Linked DNA regions of Zea mays: region 1 is linked to region 2. The links are chromatin contacts, called in public Hi-C maps. All regions are on one chromosome and are shown on one strand. The core of a region is the stretch at or near the end of the contact, and the rest is flanking DNA. Distances in the headings are between cores, read along the strand shown.

Region 1 (4,549 bases), core at 432-2,931, 260 kb after region 2:
GGAAGCTCCTCACGCTGATTATCTCCAACAAGCTGTAAATCGAAGCATCGGTCAGACACCTGATCTGTATCTAGGGATTTTTCGAAGTAATTTTGTCTGTTCCCCTCGTCGAAATGTCCTTTTGCCCCTTTTCCAACACCATCTGCATTAATGCTCCTCCTTACCTCTTTCCTCTCGTTTTCATGGTGCGTGCTATTGTAACTAGATGACGGGTTTTCCCCAGGGAATGGAAGCACTGTCTTAACTGTGCAACCATTTAACATCTCCTCCTTTTCTGGTACTAGATTTTTATCCCTGGAATGACCCTGTTCATTGATTGCAGTTCTCCCAGCAGCATCAACTTTTCCTTTCCCTCTTCCAGAAGAGACTTTTTGCTCCAGCAATGGGCCAGGCTGTTCAGTCCCAACGCCTCGATCCCTCTTCTCTGCCAACATCGCAGCACGCCTATGTCTTGGCACCTCCTCCGACACCAGCAGCTCAGCTAGCTGTTCTGCCGTGCTGTTTGCTATGCTGAAGGTCCAAGGATACAGATCCCCCACGTTGTTCTCCTGAGGCTGGCCAATCCCGGAGCCCTTCTTTCCATCCAAACCGTTCGGCAGGGCTCCAACATCAACCTCCTTCACGATGAACTCCCTCGATGAGTCCGCACTCCTCTCTGTCACAGCACCGTTGGGCCCTCCATTGGAGCTCACCAAGTCCTCCTGCTCGTCGTCTTCTTTCAGCTCAGCGACACACCTCTGCACGGTCATGCCGTTCGAATCGGCGCAGCCGGTGAGCTCCCCACGGAGAGCTGCCTCTGCCTTGGCGAACCGGTTCTTCCGCAGGAACTCAAGCACCAGATCAATGTTCTCCGGCATGTTTCCCTCCAATATCAACTAGCCCAGAAACGAGCGAGAACCTCTGCGAAGAAATGCTTACAGTGAGGCCGAAGAAGAGCTGATTTGTTGCGGCCCAGCTCCCAGACCAGCCGATCCGAACGAAGCTCCGGGCGCTCGGGGGCTTAGGAAGTGGCCCAATGCCGCGGCGCCGGCAGCCGCAGATCGGTGCCTCTGCCTCGAAAAGCCCCCCTGACAAATCAAGCTTCCGTGGAGCTCCTCGAAACCGCGCGACCGCAACCAAGCTGAGAAGACCAAGGCAACCCACACCCTAAGCGCAACGCGCGCCCCGTAGGGGAAGGCGCGGATCCTCGGGGGAGGGGACCGCGAGGCGGAAGCCCCGGAACCCTACTGGCCGTCGCCGCAACCCACGCCGGCGCGAGATGGAGGCGGGGCAAGCACGATGAGGTCAGCGGGACCCGTCGCCGCCGAGAGCGGACGGCGGCCGAGCGGGAGCGGATCCGGCAGCGGCGTGGCAGCGGCGGCGGAGGCGGGGAAGGCGCATCGGGTGGGGGCTGTCAGGGCGCGGCCGGCGCGGCTGGGGTCAGCATATTCGAGGTGGTGGTGTGCGTACGCGAGAACGGAGAGAGCCCCAATACCCAGGGAGAGAGAGAGAGGCAAAGAAAGGGAAATGGGAAATGTTTTTTTCTATCTCTCTCTCCTTTCTCCCCGTAATCCCGTTCCAGCTCGTTTGGTGTCACGCGGGACCGGATCGAGGCGAGGGAGGGGGAACGCCGATTCGCAGTGCTGTTTGGTGCAATTGTTAGCTTTGGCCTTTGGGCGTTCAAAACCTCTGGTCCCGCTTGGGTGTTGCTTCCTCACGGAGAGGACAGGCAGAAGTAACGTCCGTGGAGGACTGGGAGAAATGCTGTACTGCTGAACGAACAGGAGGGAAACCGGTTTCGTGCGACCGTTCCGCCGGCCGGCCGGCAGCTCGGCAGTGTCCACTGGCGGTGACGGCCTAGCCGGCTAGGTCTATTGTTGTCGCTTTGAATTAAAGTTGATTATTTTGATTGCTTCAACTGTAATCTATAGAGACAAATATTATTAAAGCAGGACAAACTGTTCTCATCATTAAGTTTTTTATGTGGATATATGGTTCTCATTATTAAATATAGATAAATATTAAACCTAATTAATTTATAATTAACTGTCCCTTTAGGGACCGTTCGTTGCGATCGCGAACGTCTCAGCTGCTCTAGCGGTCGCACGAGAGACGAGAGACGGACGGCCCCTCTCCCTCGGGCACGTCTATGCCAACTGCGCCAGCCGTGGCCGGTCTTGCTTTACCGGCGAAGGGGAGCGTCCCTTCTGGGGTGGATGCATCTGCGACTCTTGTGTCGGTTCATTTGGCCTCGGCTGATGTTGTCGCCGATGTTGGGTTCGAGTCAGAGCTTCCCGCATTCGTTTCCATCACCGGTGGGTCGGATGGAAGTCTCGGGGGCGAGGGTTCTTTGCGAGCACTCGTGCAAATCGATCGTCCTCCGTCGAACACCTTCCCTACCAGATGTGTTGGACAAGGAGCGACAACCCATGAATTTGTTTGAAATGGATGATGCCGCCGATATTGTAGAGTGGGCGGCAGTCCAATCAAGGATGGATATCGCGATGGCCCTTCAAAACATAGGGGGTGTTTGGTTGCCCCAGCTAAAGTTTAGCTCGGGTCACATCAAGCGTTTGACTTTCAAATAGGAGTATGAAATATAGACCCAATCAACTGGACTAGATTCGTCTCGTCTTTTAATCTTCGGCTGACAAATTAGTTTTATAATCCGACTACATTTAATACCAGGAACGGAGGTTCAAACATTCGATGTGATAGAGGCTAAAGTTTAGTTTGGGTAACCAAACACCCCCATAGCTCTTACCGTGGGCTAGGTATGGTCCTTCGACCCTTCACATCACCCTTCACATCCCGTCTTCTAACCTTTCCTCTTAAGGGGGTGTTTGGTTACCCAAACTAAAATTTAGCCCCTGTCCCATCGAATGTTTGAACCTCCGTTTCGGGTATTAAATGTAGTCGGATTATAAAACTAATTTGTCAGCCGAAGATTAAAAGACGAGACGAATCTAGTCCAGTTGGTTGGGTCTATATTTCATACTCCTATTTAAAATTCAAACGCTTGATGTGACCCGGACTAAACTTTAGCAGGAGTAACCAAACACCCCCTAAGTTTTTGTTCTTCAAGCCCAGGAAAAGTTCCCCTTTCCTCTAGCGAGGGGCAGGGGCCGAATTTTTTGTATTTTGACCATTTTTCGGAAAAAAGAACACGTTTGGACCCTAAAAAATTTTAATAGCATTTTTGGACCCTTTGCTCGGCGCCATAGCTTATGGCGCCGAGGTAACACAGCTCGGCGCCATAGGTTATGGCGCCGAGGTACGTGATGCGTCGGCACAACCCGGACGCCGTGGCGTCGACGTGGCACCGAGCTCGGCGCCACAGATCTTGGCGCCGAGCTCGGTTGTGTTATTAACATATTTGTTGCAAACATGAGCACAAAGCCCATCTAGCCCACTTGGTAGAGCACAAGACTTCTTACCATGTGGTCGTGGGTTCAAGCCCCATAGTTTGCATTTTTATTTGTTTTTTTTTGTTTATAATTCACAATTAATTTCTTTAACCTTTCTTAATGGTCTCGGATAGACAAATGATGGTTCATAGGTGACGGTAGTAAAATTTGCTGATTTGTACTGAAGGTTGATAAAAATTAATCGAGGATAAAAATATAATTGGTAAGTGAGGTAACTGCTACTTAGGTCATGGTAACCGTACGTACATCGTTGATCACCAATAACAAATTAAAGGTAAAAAACCACCGGTACGTGGCGGCGTGGGGTCCTTCCGAGCTGATGGCGATCAATATTTTTTGTAGTGTAACTAGCATGCATTTGCCTCACTAACCAATTACTATGTCGCGCGATGTCCTTTAAAAAGGGGCCATGTGTATCATTGAAACGCTACCTGAACTGCATAAAGGCGTGTGCACGCATATTATGAAAAATACTTAAATCACATAAATCAAACACACAAGGACAATAATGGGAACCCGTTTCAAAATTTAAAATCCAAAATTAAAAATGATAGTACCAAAGCGAAGAAGCACGAAACAACAGATCGCGTGATCACATATTAATTACACATCCACTTGTCAAAAACTAAAACTAAAACGATATCCCCAGCGGGCATTTCCACCATTATATTGGTTTCTATAGAAATCACAGAAATACAGAAAATACTTTCACTGTCAATAATTTTTTATATTTTTATCCTCGATTAATTTTTATCAACCTTCAATACAAATCAGCAAATTTTACTACCGTCACCTATGAACCATCATTTGTCTATCCGAGACCATTAAGAAAGTTTAAAGAAATTAATTGTGAATTATAAACAAAAAAAACAAATAAAAATGCAAACTATGGGGCTTGAACCCACGACCACATGATAAGAAGCCTTGTGCTCTACCAAGTGGGCTAGATGGGCTTTGTGCTCATGTCTGCAACAAATATGTTAATAACATAACCGAGCTCGGCGCCAAGATCAGTGGCGCCGAGCTCGGTGCCACGTCGACGCCACGACGTCCGGGTTGTGCCGACGCATCACGTACCTCGGCGCCATAACCTATGGCGCCGAGCTGTGTTACCTCGGCGCCATAAGCTATGGCGCCGAGCA
Region 2 (4,291 bases), core at 111-2,610:
AGTTTCAATTTATAGGTCGTATTGGCTTTTCTAGATACACAGCTTTTATTACCTTCACAAGATACAGGCATACAGCATGCATAAAGTTGGTGCAATAGAAAGATTATTATCAGTTAGTAGACTAACCTGCCGAGGTACCAGAGTCTCCCCAGTGATGACTGAATTGGCGAGCTTGAGTGTGCAACGAGTCACAAGCATTGGAAGCCCAGGCGTCATGTTCCGCCACATGTCTGCATCATTCAGCAACTTCTGCAAATCAGTAGCCAGGGCAGCTTGATCACTCCACAGCGTCACCGCATTATCTGCCACCCTCAGATCGACCATCCTCTCGATGAGCCAATACAGGTGTTTCACATTCAACACCGCAGACTGCAGGTTAAGCCTCTGTATGGCCTCGCGTTCATCACTGTCCACCGCAACCCTGAAATCCGGGCTAGCGTACTTCCCCATGAGTTCCTTGATTGTGTCCAGGCGCGACTGAAATGCCTCGTCGAGCACCTTGTGGACGCAGTTCCGCGACGGATAGTCCTTAAGGAGCATCGCTACGAACGCCTTGGTGGCAGCGTGGACGGGGTGGCCATGGATCGCCGAGTGGATCAGGCCGTGCAGCATCGCCTCGGAGGGCGACCTGGGGGCCACCCCCGCAGCGGAAGGGCCGGCGGCGACGGGAGGAGGAGAAACCCTGGCGAGCAGGTCGGCTGCCTCATCGGCGGGGAGGAGCCGCGCCAGGTCGATGATGCGGGCCTCCTCGTCCTCGGACCAGGGCACGGCCTCGAGGAAGCGGATGCAGGCCTCGACGCAGGCGTCGAAGAGGAGCAGGAGTGCGATGGGGAGGAGGTCGAGGGCATCGTCGGGGGAGCGGATGGCACCCGCGAAATCGAGAGTGTGGAGGAGGCGGAGCACCTCGATGTGGGCATCGAACGGGCGGGGACAAGAGGGGGGCGCCACCACCGCGAGGGAGAGGCGGCCAGTCGCGGCGGTGGGCCAGCGGTCGGAAAGGAGGGCGGCGAAGTAGCGGGAGCGGAGGAGGGACGCGGACGAGACGTGCAGGTCGACGAAGGTTCCGGATGAGACGGCTGCGGAGAGGTGGCGGTCGATGTCGGGCTTGACGTCCACGTCGTCGGGGGAGGAGGGGTTGAGGAAGAGGCGGAGGACGACGTCGGCGTTGGGGAAGGTATGCGGGTTGGGAGAGCTGGAAGTAGACGGGGGAGCGGGAGGGGACGGTGGCGAGCAGAAGGCGGTGAGGCGGGAGCTGCTCGCCGAGCGCTGGCGCTTGCGGAGGGACATCGCCGTCGGCGTCGATGTCGGTAATTGGGGATTTATTTCCTTTTCTCTTTGGGGTGGGGATAGTTGAGAGGCCGCGAGGGGGTACGGCCAATGCGTCAGTTGCGCGCTTGAAATTGGAAGGGACACGCAGAGGGGATTCAGATTAGGTTGTCCCTAACAACCGTTCTCTATATTCATTATTTATATTGGTTCTTTATCGTCTTCTCTAAAAGATTTTATCATTTATATCTGCTTTCTCTCGAACAACATCCTCTAAATCACGTCATCTATACGTAAATACATATATTAGAGACATTTTTTATTTTTTTTAAATACGCATTTGTCATACTCTCAAATGTATTGTACATATTTTAGTTTTGCTAAACCGATTATTTAAAGTATTCAAATGGAATTAGAACCGTTTAGATAAACTATATAGAGAGAGAATCCAACAATATTCTCTAAATTTATAGGACCATTTAGAAAACGCTGCTGGAGAGAGTAGATAATTATTTGATCCTCTATATTTAGGATAGAGGAACATTTGGCGGCCTTTGTTGGAGCAAGCCTTAGGATGAGGATCCGTACATGAAACCTGATCCTGGTCTAATAAATTTTCCGAGGTTATGTTACATTTCCTTTTCTTTTGACTTATGTTGAATTTTGTTTTCCCGTGCTCGAAGTGTTGGCATACACACGCAAGGGCGGACCCAAAAATTAGTTGTGCCCCCGACCGCCTTGAGCACCTGTTTCGATAGTCGTTTCACGTCATAATAACAAAAACTCACTCAGTTTTCGTTCAAAACAACCTGTAGTACTCCTCTCCCTTCCTTTCTCTCTGTGCCAGATTCACGTGTAAGCAATGACATATGTTTTACTCCAGTCATCGTCCTCCCCATATCTCCCGCTGCGCCGAATTAACCCCCCACCCTCGCGCGCCCGTAGGCATCTCACAGCTACCACCACGCGGATCGAATGAAGACTTGTCCGATGAAAGCCTTATCTACTACGCATTCGTTATCAACATCGGGCTACAAAAGGGAGGAGGCGAGATCAGGTCCACCAAGTAGTCTCGTCGGACTTATCAAGCGACGGCGGCGTGCAACGGCCTGGGGGAGAGCAGGCATACTGATGGTGATAGAGGACGAGGACAACAAGCTGCCGACATTCGTGGGTTACTCTTCATCGTGCGGTCCTCAAGCACCAGGTCCAGAGACGAGCGAGAGTTGGAGCCCGCTTTCCCCGGCCTATGGCGCCTACGACTAGCTATCGCCACCCAATCCATATGGCCGCGGGATTCCATGGTCGCGCGTCAATCGACCCTGATCTGTACGGCCAGCCTCTGCCCGGTCCACGTATGTGTGGGCCTGGGATGCCTACGATTGTAGCGATGAAGGCTAGCACCCCCACGTGGGGACGGGTATGGCAACATCGTCCACGTCGCACACAATGTCGGCGCTGAGAGGCCTCACTACGGCGGCTAGGCGGTGCCTACATACGTGGTGGCTCCAAAGGTATATACTTGCACTTGCATATCTTGTTAATTGACCTTTACCCTCTGGTATGTTAATTGTGTTCTACATTATATTTCCAGCACGATTGAACATAGCTATAATGCAAGCTGCAAGTCATTTTGCAATTTTAACTTTTTTCAGAAATATGTAGGATGCAGAGCCTATCAGCCTAACCTTCCAATGTTGGAAGATAAGGATGGGCTAATACTGGAAATTGACGATTTTGAGCTCCTAACTGCATGGAAGTTAAAGTACATTTATCTTTACTATATTTCCTACAATTGGTTGCTCATATTTCATAGTTTCTGATGATCATTAGTTTAGACTTTAGAGTGAAGGTTTGCTTGTAATTTTTTTGGACGTCAAAAACTAAAAGGCTTGGGTTCGGCATCAAGGATGTTGGTGCCCATAGGTGCATACTACTGTTGCTTCATATAATCTGAATCCATTTCGATTTCAGTTTGTGCAATAGTTGTTAGATAGCAGCAGAACTCGTAGCTTGAGGATGCACTGTTGCAGATTTTAATCCTTACATTTTTGAGCCAATTTTTGGGTAGCAGCATAACATGTAGTTGTTGTTTGTTCTGTGTCGCATGAGCGTAGAGTTGGCTAGGGCGAACAATCTCATAGTTGTTGTTTGTTCTGTGTCGAACGAGCGTAGAGTTGGTTGGCATGAAGTGGACAATGCTAGGCATCCATTGTAGCCTATTCGTTTGACTTTAATCTGCACCGGCTTCTACTATTTTTAGCTTCTACTACTTGTAGAGTGTTTTGTCTTTATGGATTACACCTGCAGCGGCCCAAACTGCTCAGTTTAATCTGAAGCTAGCCATTGTAACCTATTTGTTTAGTTTTAATCTGTACCGTCTTCTACTACTTGTAGAGTATTTTGTCTCTATGGATTACACCTGTAGCAGCCCAAGCTGCTCACTTTAATACGAAACGAACGGTGGGCAGTGACTCGATGAGAGGTAGAACGTAGGCCTGCGACACTGATACTTGTTCTGTTATTCCTAATCCATATGGATTGACAAGGATTAGATGGGATTATGGTGTATTTTGACTCGCTATGGATTTAAACCAATCCAAAATTATCAAAACGAACAAGCCATGAAGTGGATGGACTCAGATTGATACTCAATTTTGGATTGAAAATTAGGAAAACTAGACCAACAAAGATAGTAATACCATATGGATTGACAAGGGATAGATAGGATTATGGTGTATTTTGACTTGCTATGGATTTAAACTAATCCAAAACATAGAAAGAACAAGCCATGAAGTGGATGGACTCGGATTGATACTCAAAATTGGATTGGAAATTATGAAAACTATACCAACAAAGATAGTAATAACATATAAGCGAGAAGTGTAAATGAAAAGTGCAAGTGAGCATCCAAATTTAATTAAGGCTCTGTTTGGTTAGAGGGATTAATCTAGTTTTTACTCTCGTTTAGTCTCTATTGTATCAATGCCCTTGCTTAGAAACTAGAAAACTGGCGCGAAACAAG

The links. A called contact is a pair of places that touch in the nucleus more often than the background predicts.
Region 1: a contact with region 2 is called in a Hi-C map of ear, with 1.6 times the contacts expected there. The contact joins the promoter of LOC103625933 here to the promoter of LOC100277879 in region 2. A contact is called at or near these places in 2 of 25 Hi-C or Micro-C datasets (bundle sheath and ear).

Annotation. Positions count from the first base shown.
Region 1 is chr5:10,584,008-10,588,556 of Zm-B73-REFERENCE-NAM-5.0, forward strand. LOC103625933 (Protein kinase superfamily protein) reads right to left here and starts at 1,682. Exons shown (of 7, transcript XM_008646334.2): 1 at 1-1,682. The coding sequence starts at 857.
Region 2 is chr5:10,323,993-10,328,283 of Zm-B73-REFERENCE-NAM-5.0, forward strand. It overlaps LOC100277879, which reads right to left and starts at 1,361. Exons shown (of 2, transcript NM_001151331.1): 1 at 127-1,361. The coding sequence starts at 1,287.